Regions from separate parts of the Sus scrofa genome. Here region 2 is linked to region 1. Evidence: chromatin contacts called from public HiChIP or PLAC-seq data. All regions are on one chromosome and are shown on one strand. Each heading gives the region's core, a stretch centred on a gene start, on an enhancer-like site or on the middle of the called end of the contact. The rest is flanking DNA. Distances are from core to core; before and after follow the strand shown. Region 1 overlaps EEPD1 (endonuclease/exonuclease/phosphatase family domain-containing protein 1). Region 2 has its middle 32 kb from the start of EEPD1.

The links. HiChIP or PLAC-seq counts read pairs in DNA pulled down with a chosen protein or histone mark.
Region 2: an H3K27ac HiChIP or PLAC-seq map of alveolar macrophages shows a contact between it and region 1. The contact joins two enhancer-like sites. A contact is called at or near these places in 6 of 47 Hi-C or Micro-C datasets (alveolar macrophages, embryonic fibroblasts, heart right ventricle and 2 more) and 2 of 2 datasets of contacts at active chromatin or transcription factors (alveolar macrophages and skeletal muscle).

What each region holds. Positions count from the first base shown.
Region 1 is chr18:37,821,330-37,829,089 of Sscrofa11.1, reverse strand. EEPD1 (endonuclease/exonuclease/phosphatase family domain-containing protein 1) reads left to right here. Exons shown (of 8, transcript XM_013985720.2): 7 at 3,390-3,584; 8 at 3,970-4,640. The coding sequence ends at 4,169. Among named protein-coding and RNA genes, the nearest start is that of KIAA0895, 110 kb to the right of the region's middle. Within about 2 kb of position 2,734, at least 20 of the 83 cell types and tissues checked have an H3K27ac peak or open chromatin away from gene starts, as enhancers often do. A contact at or near this core is called in alveolar macrophages, where this site is marked.
Region 2 is chr18:37,977,365-37,985,124 of Sscrofa11.1, reverse strand. No RefSeq gene overlaps it. Among named protein-coding and RNA genes, the nearest start is that of EEPD1, 32 kb to the right of the region's middle. Within about 2 kb of position 3,979, at least 1 of the 83 cell types and tissues checked has an H3K27ac peak or open chromatin away from gene starts, as enhancers often do. A contact at or near this core is called in alveolar macrophages, where this site is marked.

The DNA.
Region 1 (7,760 bases), core at 1,485-3,984:
TTCCTCAGTCAGTGGACACGCGGGTTGTTTCCAGCTCTTGGCTGTTGTGAATCACTGTGAATAATGAACCTGGGTATGCCGCTGACCTCTGAACCAGGAGGTGCTGTGACCCGCATTCCCCTTAAATTACGAATCTTTGCAGTTCCCATTGTGGCGCAATGGAAACAAATCCGACTGGGAACCATGAGGCTGCGAGTTCAATCCCTGGCTTCACTCAGAGGGTTAAAGATCTGGCGTTGCCGTGAGCTGTGGTGTAGGTTGCAGACATGGCTTGCTGTGGCCATGGTGTAGACTGGCAGCTAGAGCTCCGATTCGACCCCTAGCCTGGGAAGCTCCAAACGCCGCTGTGGCCCTAGAAAAGAAAAGAAAACAAAACAAAACAAAAATGATGAACCTTTGGGCTAAAAAAAAAGTCAGAAGGTTATTTAGGTTGAGATCTTTTACCCAAGAGTTTCTAACCTATGAAAAATGATGACTTGATAGCTTTTAAATCTGTGGACATTTCCCTTGTTCTCAAACTCAGGCTTCGGCTTTTCCTTACACGGAAGCACTGAACAAAGTACGCCAGTTCCCACCTTCTCTGATAACCTCAGGCCCTCGCTGTTTTTTCTGATAGCCAGCCAGGCATCCAGTTTATGTCAGAAAACCTGGGCAGGGTATTGTTTCGAGGTGCCAGGGGACTATTGACCCACATCTGACTCGGCCTTGACGTGCCCAGGTAGGGACAGTGACTCATGTCCCTGCCACCCCCTGCTTATAACTAACATCGACCTCATTGCTGCCGGCGACGCGGCAGAGCCGGGATTCGGGAAGCGCTGCAGCCCAGAGGCCGGCGAGGCTAAATCGATGCGCAGAGGCAGGCGGTTCAGCCGAAACAAAGGCTGAGTCTTTATTCCACAGGCGTCTTCCTATCAGGGCAAACAGAGCCATCGATTAGCAGACGCTGGGCCTTTCTGCCCTCGTCTGGAATGTGCACCCCGTTGACGTCGGCGGGGGCGGATCCCCATTCTCTGCTGGAACTCAGCCCCGGGTGGGGCCTGCTCTGCAAACCAGCAGGAGTGACACAGGGCGGAGAGGGGCTCGGCCTCCAGGGAAGACCTGCCCCCACTGGGGACCAGCTCCTGAGACCCTACGTCTAGAGGCTCTGAGGAAATCGGCCCTGCGCGTTCTCCCCTCACTTCTGGAAACTAAGAAAACAATTAAGGAGCCCACCCTGGTGAACGGCCCTTTAGGAGAATTCAGGCCCATGCATATCTGTGGCCTCTAAAGAAGACTGGAGTTCCCGTTGTGGCTCAGTGGGTTAAGAACCCAACATAGTATCCGTGAGGATGCAGGTTCAAACCCTGGCCTGGCTCAGTGGGTTAAGGATCCGGTGTTGCCGCGAGCTGTGGTGTAGGTCACAGATGTGGCTCAGATCCTGTGTTGCTGTGGCTGTGGTGTAGACATACAGCTGACGCTCCAGTTTGGCCCCTAGCCCAGGAACCTCTGTATGCCTCAGGTGTGCTGTAAAACAAAAAGAGAGAGAGGAAGAAGATGAGTTGTAAGAAACCTGGATGATTCAGTTCAAAAAGAGTTGTGTCAGAGTTCCCATCGTGGCTCAGTGGAAACAAATCTGACTACCATCCATGAGGACGCAGGTTCGATCCCTGGCCTCACTCACTGGGTTAAGAATCTGACGTTGCCATGAGCTGTGGTGTAGGGCACAGAGGCATGGCTGTGGCTGTGGCATAGGCTGGCAGCTGCAGCTCGGATTCAACCCCTAGCCTGGGAACCTCCATATGCCGAGGGTGCGGCCCTAAGAAGACAAAAGACAAAGAAAAAAAAAAGAGCTGTGTTGTCATCCCTGACATTACACAGAGCTGAGTTTATTGGTCCTTGGCACCAGCGTCTCTCCTGGTTTCGGAATTGTCTTTTCCAGTCCAAACTTTATAGGCTTGCATCCCCGTGAAAAAAGCTCTACGTGGGAACCTTCTGCCTCCATCTTTCTTAATATCCGTTTTCCGTGATATTCAGTAAATGTAGCATCTTTCTCTTCTTTCTTTTCAAAAATACCCTGCACTTTAAATCTGAGGTTTTTCTCGTCTCTCTGTCACCATTTATTCCACACGTGTGGATCGAGGGTCTGCCAGGCAGCAGGCTCTGCTCCAGGCATGGGGGGCTTTTCTGTTCTCGCTCTTTGTTAAGAGCCCTGGGTTTGAGAGCTGCCTGGGGGATGTGAGCAAACCCTTCCACCTCTCAGGGCCTGATACCCTGCGAGGGCTCAGCAGAGGGTCATGAGCCCTGGCCACGTGTAACTTGTCAGTAGTAATATTCTCTAGTTGGCTTTCCTGTGGGAAGTTGGCACTGATTTCTCAAGACAGCTTGGTTGGGCTTGCCCTGCTCTGGGTGCCAAGGTAGCTGTGATCTAGCAGGAGGGATTACATCTCTGTGGGTCACACTGTGACTGCGGAAAAGGCTTCTGTCCCTCGCGCCCCCTGGAGGAGGCGGTCACGGGCAGGGCACGAGTGCCCTCTGCTGGTAGCTTTGTGTTATTTCCCTTTCAATTTCTTTCTCCAGCCATTATTACTGAAGCACATTTGCATCAAGGAAAAAGATTTGCTGAGGGTCTCAGATGCATTTGGCCCTCGTTTATGAACTGCTTTCCTTAAAGCTTCCCTTGAAGGGTGTGACAAGAATGCCGTTCCCTGCGGTAACCTGGCTCCACTGAAGGGAACCTCGAGACAGGAAGTGACGGTCCAGTTGGGCCGTCAGTGGGAATCCCAGGGAATGTAGCTAGGCCATCTGGCCTTCCTGAATGATCTACTCACTTTGGAAAAGACTTCACAACTATCTCACTTACTCTAGTAAATCAAACTCTGACAGAAATGTTGAAATACTTTAAAAAGAAAAGCTTTCCACTTTGTCTGAGTCTCCTCGGGCCACCATGACAAAATGCCACAGACTGGGTGGCTTCGACAACAGACACTTGCTTTCTCACAGTTCCAGAGGCTGGAAGGTCCATGATCAAGGTGTGGGCGGGGTTGGTTTCTTCTCCTTGACTTGTAGAGGCCGACTTCTCCCTGCATCTCCATGAGGTCTCCTCTGTGCTCCTTAAGTGTTTGTTGAGCTTTTGTTAAATATCTAAGTGTGACTTTTAAGCCTTCTATGCTGTGAGATTTGGAACCCATGATCCAGAACAACAGTGATCTCTGCATCACATCTCCAGATGTGTCACTGACCTACCCTTAAAGTTGCAGGGAAGAGGCGGGGTTTTGCGCAAGGAATTTGGAAAAATTGGGAGAATAACTTTGGGGAGTCAAATGAGAGTCCTCCTCCCGCTCAAAGGAGCTGTGATCAGTGTTGGTTTATTTCACCTCATTCATTCCTGACTTTCTTTCTTCTACTTCCAGGAGAAAAAGATGTGATCGTCTTAGGGGATTTCGGCCAGGGGCCAGACAGCAGTGACTACGACATCTTGAGGAAGGAGAAATTCCACCCCCTGATCCCCGCGCACACCTTCACCAACATCAGCACCAAGAATCCTCAAGGCTCGAAGACGCTGGACAACATCTGGATCAGTAAAAGCTTAAAGAAGGTTTTCACAGGTAAAGCATAAGTGCTGTTCAGAAACCAGTAAGAGACACCCGTCTGAACTGATGCTTTCAGATCATTTGGTCTGAATAAAAGCCACAAGCGAATTTCCCTCCTCTGTGGGCCTCTTTTGGGGTTAACTTTTAGGTGGCTGTATTCAAACAGAGCCACTTTAAGAGTGAAGGAGGGTGTGAAAAATAATGAAAGGCACTCACTGATCTGCAGCGGGGGAAGGCAAGTGTGTCCTGGACAGACCTCGTTCTGAGCTGAGACAGTTTGCACAGGCAGACAGGATGGCTGGGGGGGTCTTGTCGGGGAGCCCACCCCACCGCTGCCGGCTGGCCTATGACCTCCCAGCCCCCAGCCTGACCTCTGGGTCCCTCTCCCCTCTGCCTCCAGGTCACTGGGCTGTCGTGAGAGAAGGCCTCACGAACCCTTGGATTCCAGACAACTGGTCCTGGGGCGGAGTGGCTTCGGAACACTGCCCCGTGCTCGCCGAGTTTTACACGGAGAAGGACGGCAGCAGGAAGGAGGGCCCTCGGAACAGCAGCGGGGTCACCCTAGAGCCAAGTGAGGCCAACATTAAGCACGAGCGATGATGACGCCAAGTCGGTTTTCCACCCGCAACCCCGGAGGCGAGGAGCTCGCCCTCCGGGTGAAGATGCAGAGCCCGAGCTCCGGCCTCAGCCCCGGCCTCGCCCGCCTGCGCCCTGTGTGGACCTCTCTGGACTCTCAAGGAAGGAGCCCGTCCGGCCCTCGAGGAGCCGGATGCTCACATCAGAAGCCCAGGGGAGACCCGGAATATCTTCTCTCTGCCGATGCCGCCAACCGGGGTGCCCCCGGCGGCCCCCCCGCTCCTGGACAGCAGCGCCGTTGGAGGCTCAAGGCGGAGAGAGACGCTCCGCCAGCAGGACCTGCCCGGCAGTGCCCGGAGCCCTCGTTTCTGACCACCCGTCTGCGATGTTCCGGCTGCAAATTCCATACAGCTTTTAACTTGAGCACGCTCCTCAGATATTTTGAGTGGTGATTTTTAGTTTTGTTTGGAACAAAATAAACAAGAGATGAACCTACGTGGCTGCAGTGAGAGCCTTGTGTGTGTGGGGGGGGGTGCCCCTGCCGTACGTGTTTGGTGCCCCCTTCTGATGCCTCTGGGGGGGCTCTGGGCTGCGGGTCCTGAACACGATGCACCCTCACCCCCCAGGAGCATGTCCATTTTACATCCTTACCTTGAGACCTTGCAAAGGCGCCTGTCCCACCGCGCTGAGCCCCCGAGACGGCAGTGAGATCTTTATATCACCTCCTCCCTCCGTCCCGTCCTCCATCCTCGGACCCCTCTGCCGACCGTCTGTTACTTGAAGCATCCTTTGTGCCTCCAGACGCAGCGTCGGTTTCCCGGTGCGGGACGAGGATCCCATCATAACGTCCTCTCCACCCTGCTTTCCTGCTCCCCCCTGTTCCCTTCCGGTTTCCCAGCCTTGATTCCGAGGACTAGCTGTTGATTCTGGAGCCCCAGGAAGCTAAGCCCGGGAGCACCAAGGGAGGGAGAGCCCCTCTCGGGGGTGGGTGTTGGGGGAGCGTGAAGCCCGTGTTAACGGCCACCAGCCACCCTGCCCATCCCCAGACCAGGTTCTCCCGGAGGTCCCCGTGAGGCCAGGATTGTAATGGCCATTTCTCAGCCGAAGAAACTGAACTTCACTTCCGAAGATCTCACAACCAGTACGTGTCCAGCCAGGATCCACACTCAGTCCAGAGCCCACGTCCACGGGTCAGCCCGATGCTGCCAACACTGTGAGTGTCAGTACTGAGCGATTGTGTCACCATCACCACCCGTGTGAATGCCGTGGCTTGTTGGGCCCGGGCCTGCATGGGGAGTGAAAGGGGCCTGTTGTCCACTAAAGGCCACCTTTGGTGCCACCTGGCTCCATAGAGCATCACTGGTTGTGGGTGGGAAGGGAGCCCTTTTCTGGGGGCTCTGAGGGCACCTGGGCATCAGCCATGCCTGCTCCAAGGGGGCATCTCTCCACAGGAGGCCCGGAACCTGTGCTGGCTGAGCCTGGACCAACAGCAGCCCAGTTAGTGTGCAAAGTCGTGGCAGGTAGGAAAGGCTGCTCGGCTGCTAAGCTGATCTTTGTTTGATGCTTCCTCTAAAGTGAAAACCTCTACCTGCATTCACCAGCAAGATGCCTTAAGTCCTTTTAGCCTTATTTGCTGCAGATTTTTGCAGCAAAACTGGAAAGCCTTCTTAAGTGAGAAGAGGGGGATTAAAAAATCCAATTAGATGACCTTTGTGAGGGTCATTTGATTTGAGCTGGAGGCTGGAGAGCTGAATTGCAGCAGCTGCACTTCTCATGCAGGGTGGGCTCAGGCTTTTTGCTGCAAACATCCAGCACTGGCCTGTCCTCAGAAGCAACTGGTCTTGTCTCAGGCATTTTCTTTTTGGGTTTTTCATTTGATGGGTTTGCTTTTTTTTGGATCATTGTCTTTATGTAATAGACTTTTATTTTTAAGAGTGGTTTGGGATTTATAGAAACTTTGAGCAGAAAGTCCCCCCCATACAGTTTCCCCATTACTAACATCTCGCATCAATGTGGTACATGTGTTACTACTGGTTAACAGATAACAGTACCCTATATATATTTTTTTTTTTTTGGTAATTTATAGGGCTGCATTCATGGCATATGGAGGTTCGCAGGCTAGGAGTCTAATTGGAGCTGTAGTCACTGGCCTACACCACAGCTACAGCAACGTGGGATCCGAGCCGCGTCTGCGACCTACACGGCAGCGCCGGATCCTTAACACACTGAGCGAGGCCAGGGATTGAACCTGCGTCCTCATGGGTACTAGTCAGATTCATTTCTTCTGAGCCCTGATGGGAACTCCTCAGTACACTGTTTTAACTGAGGCCATCATTTACTTGAGGGCTCAGTCTATGCACACTCTGTGGGTTTTGACAAATGTATAATGACTTGTACCCACAATACAGTAACCTAGAAAGTAGTGTCTCTGATCTAAAAAGGCCCTGTGCTCCACCTGTTCATCCCTCCCCCGCCCCCAGCCACCATGGATCTTTCTGCCCTCTCCCTAGTTTTGCCTTTTCCAGAAGGTCGAGTCTTTGCAAACTGGCTTCTTCACTTAGCCTGCATTTATGGTGCCTCAAGATCCGATAGCTGTTTCTTGTTACTGATGAACAATACTGCATTATATGGAATTTATCTGCCCCTTAGCGTTGTTTCTCCTGGAGTTTCCTCCTCCCACTCCCTCTCCACAAATTCCTGATTCTACCTCTCTCTTCGCTCTTTCCTCCCTTCTACCTTCCAGGCTTGCTGGAGAAGGGGCCCAACTGTGAAGCCACTTTGCTGAAGCCTAGAGGTTCCCCTGATGCTGAGCTGGGTTTCTGGAAGCGGGGCTGGGGAGTGAAGGAATTAAGGAAACCCTGAAAGCTGCCGGACGCCCTTCTGCACCTGCTCCAGTGGCGCCTTCTCTCCTGGGCACTGTCCCCCCAGGGAGCTCTGTGATCAGAGAGCCCCACCCTCTGTGCAGGAGCCGCGCAGCAGGGCCCGCAGCCGCCTCGACTCCGCTGCACCAGCCCCGCCCTAACAACACTTAGCGAGGTAACTCAGAGAAGGGCCAGAAGCCCTCCTGAGCCTCAAATAATAGGCCTCCCTCCTTGCTGCCGTGGGGACGTCCCGAAAAGCAAAACAAAAAGGGGGCCCTCTGAGGGCTGCCTTTCTCCAAAGCCGGAGGGACGTTGTTCTCTTTGTGCGTCTCTGATCTGATGGTGGGAGTTCTCCTCTCCTGCAGATGCGACATCCCAACCTAGACATCGGAGTGTCAGAGTCTCATCACCCAGCCTGGCCGAGGTCTCCACCATCCGTGGACAGGAGGTAAGTGCACGTCACCTGAGGCCACCACAGGGCTTGTTTTCGGAGGAAAGGGGTGAATGGCTGCCACACCATTCACTCCCCTTAACCTGGCTCCCGTCCTCACACGTTCTTGCCCACAGCTCAGCTCCTCAAAGCACTTTACACTTTGACCCACTTTATTCCCCAGAAGAGTCCACCAAAATGGGTCCTGCTATCATTTGTGGTTCCTTTCACAGATGAGGAAACTGAGGCCCGGAGACGGTGACAGAGAAGGGTCGTCAGCTAGGAGTGGCAGAGCGGAGAGGAGCCAGGCCATCAGATGCCAGT
Region 2 (7,760 bases), core at 2,730-5,229, 150 kb before region 1:
AATCCTTCTGTGATAAGGAAAAAAGGTTTGTTAAGAAAAGCAGGAAAGTTACGTTTAGAAGAAGAAGTTTTTGTTGATTAGAGTGACTTACTGGGCCTTTGAAGCTGCGGATGGACAGCCTGCGGGCATTGCTAGTGGGCCGGACATAGAGAAACCACCTATTTTATTATCCAAACCAGGACACTTGGGAGGTTAAGAAGGACACTCTTAACTGCACTGGTATAATAGATATCCTCTGGTTTCATTCCCTATAAACCTAAGCAGATGTTCCCCCTTTTAAAATGAAGCCAAGAGGTAGCTAAATTGATGTGTATTAAAACAAAAAAGCAGAAACCACAGCAGGAATGCTAAATTTAAAATGACGGATGATAACATTTAAAAAAAAAGGAATTCCCATTGTTTGTGGTGCAGTGGTTAACGAATCTGACTGGGACCCATAAGGTTGCAGATTTGATCCCTGGCCTTGCTCAGTGGGTTAAGGATCCAGCATTTCCACGAGCTGTGGTGTAGGTCTCAGATTCGGCTTGGATCCTGCGTTGCTGTGGCTCTGGCATAGGCCGCTGGCTACAGCTCCGATTAGACCCCTAGCCTGGGAACCTCCATGTGCCATGGGTTCGGCCCTAAAAAGACCAAAGACAGGAAAAAAAAAAAAAAAAAGAAATGTAATGGACTTGGATGAGCGTTGCTTAGGGGAAATAAAGGAACCAAGTCTCTCTGGGTAGATTCGGGAAATGAGAAGGGGACAGCTGAAATATGCAAGAGGGGAGAAAGATCCAGGTTTCACTGCAAGCAGAAAATCACAGTCTGGGGCAACCTGGGGAACTATCTGACTTTTAAGAATCCCCACTGAGATTGGGAATGTGGCTGGGAATTACACAAGGAAAGACCTCGCAAAGGATAGGAAGCACAAGGCCCAGCTGACACCCATGTTACATGAGAATGTCAAAGGGCAGGGGTCACATCATTCCAGCTGAACGCCCTGTAGCCACTGCTCCTTGCAGCAGAGTTCTCCCTTGGGGCCTTGGTCAGAGAGACAAAGGTCACTGGCCTTGGCTTCTTTGGCAGCAGTCAAAGGTAAATGGTAACTCAGGGAGGGAGTGGTGACAGAAGGTAACAAGTCAAAGCATTTCTCCATTTCCAGTTTCAATATCCATGGTGCTGGCACTAGAGATCCAGTGATGAGTGTGACTGTCCTTGCCAATGGCCTCGAGAAGCCTGTGTGTCCCTATAGGGGCCTCTTCCTCAGCAGAGCTGGCCAGGAGACCCTGCAGTGTGTTGGACTTACCTCTCACAATACTGACTTACTAAATTAAAAAAGAAAAAGACGAAATAAAGAAAATTAAAAAATCAGGAGTTCGCATTGTGGCTCAGTGGTTTAAGAACCCAACATGTAGTGTCTGTGAGGATGTGGGTTCAACCCCTGGCCTCTTTCAGTGGGTTAAGGATCTGGTGTTGCCTCAGGCTGTGGCATGGGTTGCAGATGTGGCTCAGATATGGTATTGCTATGGCTGTGTCGCAGGCTGGCAGCTGCAGCTCTGGTTTGACCCCTAGCCTGGGAACTTTCCTATGTGCCAGGTGTGGCCTTAACAAGAAAAAAAAAAAGAAGAAGAAAATGAGAAAAACAATAAAGAAAAAATGAGAAAAAGTACAAGGTGATAAAAATGAAAGAATAAAGCAAAAATAAAAATTGGGAAATAAAGCTAAAAGAACAAAGAAAAAATTTAATTTAAATAAAAAGGAAAATTTTTAAAAAGAAAAAGAAGAAAAAAATGAGAAGTGGGGAAAATAGAGGAAGAAGAAAAATAACAAGCAAAGTAGACTGTGACATCAGTGAAACATGTATGTGGTTTTCATCCCCAGTTCCTGGCACAGAGCTTCTAAAACCTCAATTCCTTAAAATTCCTTATAATTCCTGAGTGATGGGGTGAAGGAACATCTTTCATTATTCATAATAAGCTCCTTTCAATTAGAACAAAATTTATGTTAATTAGGTGACTGGTAGCTAAGGGCCCCTAGGTAGCATCTTAGGTAGCTGACCTCCTAGGATGGTGGCAGGTTGCCATAGTAACCAACCATGTGATTAGTGCGTTGGAACTTTAAGTCTCATCTCACCACCTAACTTCCAGGGAGGGAAAAGGGGCTGGGGATTAATCACCAGTGGTGAATGATTCAATCTATCTCGCCTGTAAAGAGCCTCCATAAAACTAAAGGGTTAGAGCTTCTGGGTTGGTGAAGGCATCCAGGTGCCAGGAGGGTGATATATGCCCAAACTTCACGGGAAAAGACGCTTCTGAGCTTCAGAACTTTCTCATCTTGCTGTATGTAGCTCTTCTTTTGGATGTCAACTAATCTTCCATAATATACTTTACAATAAATCAGGAATAATAAATAGTTTCCCTGCATTCTGTGAGCCATTATAGAGAATGACTGGCCCTTGAGGAGGGAATCCTGGGAACCCCAATTTGCAGCTAAGTCAAACAGAGGTGGGGGAACCTGGGGGCTCACTCTTTGCAACTGGCAACAAAAGGGGGGCAGTCTTGTGGAACTGAGCCTTCAACCTGTGGGGTCTGCACTCATACAGAGCAATTAGAATCAGAATTGAATAAAAGTATAGGACACCCACTTAGTGTCCATAGATAACAGGAGAACTGCTTGGTGTGGAAAACCCACACATTTGGTGTCAGAAGTACTGTGAGTAGAGAAAGAGTATTGTTTTATAAGAGAGAAATTCAAGAAGAAGAAGAAAGCTAATATTGGTGAAAATCCTTCAGGTGACCCAAAGCCAGCCCCCTGAGAGCTAGAAGGACCAAAATCCTAGAGGCAGCCAAGGATTGATATAGATGCCTGGAATTCCATAAAAACTGCTCCTGAAGAGGTCATAACAAGAAATGGACCTGTCACTGCTAGGGGTAACCTCAGGTAGCCTTCTTACTTTACTCTCTTACTCACACAACAAAGTGGGGGGAACCCGAAGAGTTTTGTTCATGTGGATTCATGATCAATATTCACTTTATTAGAAATTACAACCTGTAGGATGCTTCAGTGGCCTTTTCATTTCTGGTTCAAGAAGCTGTAATCCACTTGGCCTTTAAATTGCTCATAATGTTGACACCCTAAACCACTGAATCCCACTTTCTTTAAACTCTGAATAATTGATCTCAATATGATGCCACAACTTAATTGGCATCATGATACTATATGAAAATCTTCCATTGGATAAGACACGAGAAAGCATCTTATTAATTTCTATACAGCTGAGGGAATAACAGCTTTCATCGTGTTTTCATTTCTTATGTGCAGTTATTTACAGATTCTTCCCTTCGACAAGACAGAGAGCTTCCTATGTCCATTTGGGTATCTTTAAATGTAATGGTTGCATCTGTAGGTCGAAAGAGCAAGACTTCTACATTCTTTCTTTGCGTATTTAATAGGCATTTTATTTTAAACAGTTTTAGGAGTTCCCGTCGTGGCGCAGTGGTTAATGAATCCAACTAGGAACCACGAGGTGGCGGGTTCGATCCCTGGCCTTGCTCATTGGGTTAAGGATCCGGTGTTGCTGTGAGCTGTGGTGTGGGTCGCAGATGCCGCTTGGATCCCGCGTTGCTGTGGTGTAGGCCAGTGGCTACAGCTCCAATTAGACCCCTAGCCTGGGAACTTCCATATGCCACAGGAGCATTTCAAGAAAAGGCAAAAAGACAAAATAAAATAAAATAAAATAAAATAAAAACAGTTTTAGGTTCATAGAAAAATGTAGTGGAAGGTCCCGAGATTTCCTATACATTCCCTGCCCCCCATCATCATCTCTCAAGAGTGGTGCATTAGTTACAAATGATGAACTTACATTGACACGTCATTATTACCCAGAGCCCAGAGTTTATGTTACAACATTTCATTCTTGGTGTTGTACATTCTATGGGTTTGGACAAATGTATGATGACACATACGCACCATTATAGTGTCATAGAGAGTAGTTTCACTGCCCTAAAAGTCCTCTGTGCTCCGACTACTCATCCTTCCCTCCCCACAACCCCTGGTAAGCCCTGATCTTTTCACTGTCTCCACAGTTTTGCCTTATCCAGAATGTCACATGGTTGGAATCACATACAGTATGTTCCCTTTTCAGATTGTAGAATGTGTAATATGTATTTAAGTTTCCTCCGTGTCTGTTCATGGCTTGATAGCTCATTTCTTTTTATCACTGAACCATATTCCGTTGTCTGGATGTACCACAGTTTATTTATCCATTCACCTACTGAAGGACTTCTTGGCTGCTTCCACATTTGGGCAGTTATGCCCAGAATACCCATGTGCAAGTTTTTGTGTGGGTATTTTGTCAACTTTGGATAAATATCAAGGAGCATAATTGCTTGATCATATGGCTGGAGGGTGTTTGTTTTGTAAGAAACTACCAAACTGTCTTTCAAAGGGGCTGTACCATATTGCTTTTCCATTAGTGTGTAGTGTTTTCGATTTTGGCCATTTCAATAGGTTTTTAGTGTATCTCATGGCTTTTTAAATTTGTATATTATGTTTAACATCTTTCTATATGCTTACTTGCCATGAGGTGTCCATTCAGGTCTTTTGGCCATTTTTTTAAATTGGGTCGCTCACTTTTCTATTGTTGGATTTTAAGTGTTCTGGGTATATCTTGGATAAGAGTCTCCTATCAGTTAGGTCTTTTGCAAATAGTCTATGGCTTGTCTTAATGGCATCAGCATCTTTCACAGAGCAGAGTATTTCGTTCTGCTGGAATTTTGATTGAGATTGCATTGAACCCATAGGCCAATGGGTGTTGACAATAGATCACAAAAGAGAATTAGACTTAGAGAATTCCCCAAACATCAGAACCGCCTGGCATCAGCAGGGAGTGGCAAAGGCTGGCCTCCTGCGGGCCCAGGAGGGAGTGCTGATTTTATATTAATACGTGCTGTCTCCTCTTCCACCCACCTTAGGCCTGAGTCATAGCGTCGTGGTTGTACCTGTCCCTGTGCTCCTGGTACAGCTGGGAACACACCTCTCTGCACAGACACACTCACACACTGGGCCACATAACTGTGAACACCCATCCTTCCTGGGACGCGCCCTTTTATGGCCTCGAGAGTACCAGCCCAAGGAAAATGCAGGCAGTGTTCCTGCCCAGACCAACCAGACTCATTAGTCCTTTCTGCTCGTTTTATGGATGTAAACGTAGGCAGGGCAAAAATAAGATACACATTCCAGACACTTGTGTCACCCTCCCCAGAGGTGGGTAAATACAGTAGTTGGGCGGTGACATAAAATGCTGTCACTCTGTGGGTATTGCCCCTGGAAACCATCCCCCTACTTTCTCCTTCCACCCCATGGGCTCTCCAGGGGCGTGCACTTACCATTTTCCTCCAGCCTTCTTCTCCCCAGTGAGGCTGCTGCGCATTTTCTTCTAAATCCAAACTTCGCAGGAATAAAATTAGATCAGAGATCTGGGGTTGCCAGGAAGCTGCCTGGGGAGTGGGTGGCTGTGAAGCCATTAACGGTAAGGATAAGTTCAAACAACACTAATAAAATTGATGTCGATGGGGGAGCCGAAGCCCTCTAATTATCTTGAGAACTGGTTCTGCCTTTATCTGACTGTGGTTGACCGTCTTTTTTTTCTAGTTGATTCTGCCCTCAAAATTACATCAATATTTAAAAGTCCTGATTTTCCCACCTGGATGAGCCTGCCCTTTTGCTGCTGCTCCTGGCACATGATTCCCTGTCCTTCACTGCCCTCATGGCCTCTGCAGAGGCTTCCTTAACGCCCCCAAGCCCAGTTAGCCCCCACACCCTCATGCAGTCACTGTGCAGGGCTGGCTCTCTGGAGCCCTCGGATGGTGATTTGTCACTGGGTCTCCTTCCTCCCTGGACAGCAATTCCCCCTCAGCACTCACCAGATACATGCATCTCTGCATTTCATGTAGTTAGTTGCTCCCGATAAGTATTCTTTGAGTCAGAGTTGTGAGTTGGTGCTTTAAACAAAACCCAAGGCTCATGTACACGGATATCCTGCAAAAACCCTACTGCTGGCAAGGAAATTCAGAGGATGTGGCCCTTAGGCGTGTACTTGATGCTGTACTCGATGCTTGCATGTGTGTTCTTGGGGGTCTGTGAGAGCCCCTGAGAGGAGGCTGAAACCCATCAAGCAAGAGCAAGCTTCTCTCCCAAGATTCAAGGTGTGAGATGGCTGTTGGCCGTGTCACCATTTCATTGGGGTCACCAGCCTCAGACCAGGGGAATCAGATGTCAGGTGGCTTCCCCACCCCACCCCTCCTCCTTGGAACATTTAACCTGAAACCTAATTAACACCCTGGGTTTAGGGAGCCGGGCCTTCCCTGCGATTTCTCTGGGCTTTTCCCCTTGGTCCCCAACTCCCACATGACTCACCTCTGTTCTGTCCATCCTTCACCACTTTCTGTTAAGAAAACTCCCCACATTCAAACATTCCATAAGTTGAAGAGATGTGCCGACGTTTCTGGGGTCTCAAAAGGGGTCTCATGGAGGCCCATGTGTGGCCTTTTGTCATCTCTCTGGTTCCACCTTCCTGACCGCCCCCCTGCCCCCAACAACAGGTTTTTCCTCTTGTCCAACACCAGGACAACACTCGGGCTCCCTTGAGATCTTACCTCTCGCCCAAGATCCATGTGAAAAAAGAATGCTTAGGTTTTCTTACTCAGAAAAGTTCCAGAGGAAAAGTCTTCTTTTGAATGAAAGTGAGGGCAATAGAAGCGTGAAGCAAAATTTTGGAAGTAGAAGAGTTTCTCATTTTCCTGCCACAAAGACGAATTTAGGGAAGTTATTCTTTTTCTTTTAAATGTTTTATTAGCGTATAGTTGGTTTACAATGTTGTGAAAATTTCTGCTGAACAGCCAAGTGACTCAGTCACACATATATATGCACGCGCATTCCCTTCCTTGTATTCTCTTCCATCATAGTCTATTCCAAGAGACTATCGTTCCCTGTGCTGTACAGTGAGCCTCATTGCTTATCTATTCTAGTTATAAGAGTTTGCATCTACTAAACCCAAACGCCCAGTCCATCCCACTCCCTCCTCTCTCCCCCTTGGCAGCCACAGCTCTTGTCTCTATGGCTGTGAGTCTGTTTCTGTAGGGAAGGTATTCTGAGTCTTAATTTCCTCATCTGTACAATGGAGTCAATGATATCTATCAGCATTTCCAGGTCATTTGAGTTACAGGGCACATAATAGATCCTCAGAAATATTCCTTCCTTTCCCTCCCCTGGGTAATAAAAACATGACGGTGTTGACAGGAAAACATGGGCTTTAGTCCTGGCTCTGTCGCTAAGAGTTCTGTGACCTTGGGGAATCTGCTTTACCCACCTGGGTGTTGGGTTTCTCTCCTAGAAATAAGAGATGCAGCAGAGTGGTCTGGTCTCAAGATTTCATTTTATTATTTTATAGTTAAAATTTTGGAAAGAAGTGCTTTCCACCTAGGAATTTCAGTTTGAAGGTGGAAAAGGAAGAGTCTCAAGAGAAAGGCATCGGTTTGGGGGATGGATTTGGGAGTGGGGGATGGCTAAGGCCTCTGCCATTGTCCTGATGGGATCTACATTTTGGGGAGCCCACCTCTCCATTGGTGAAACCGCAAAGAGGCAAGGATGATGAAGCCATGTTGGCAGTCTGATGCTGGATTCAGGGGAATTTGGGACAAGAAGGAGAGTGTTGAAAGAAAATTAGGTGAGAAAAGTAAGCAGGTGTTCTCCAATGGCCTAGTTGCTTTTATAACCTCCAA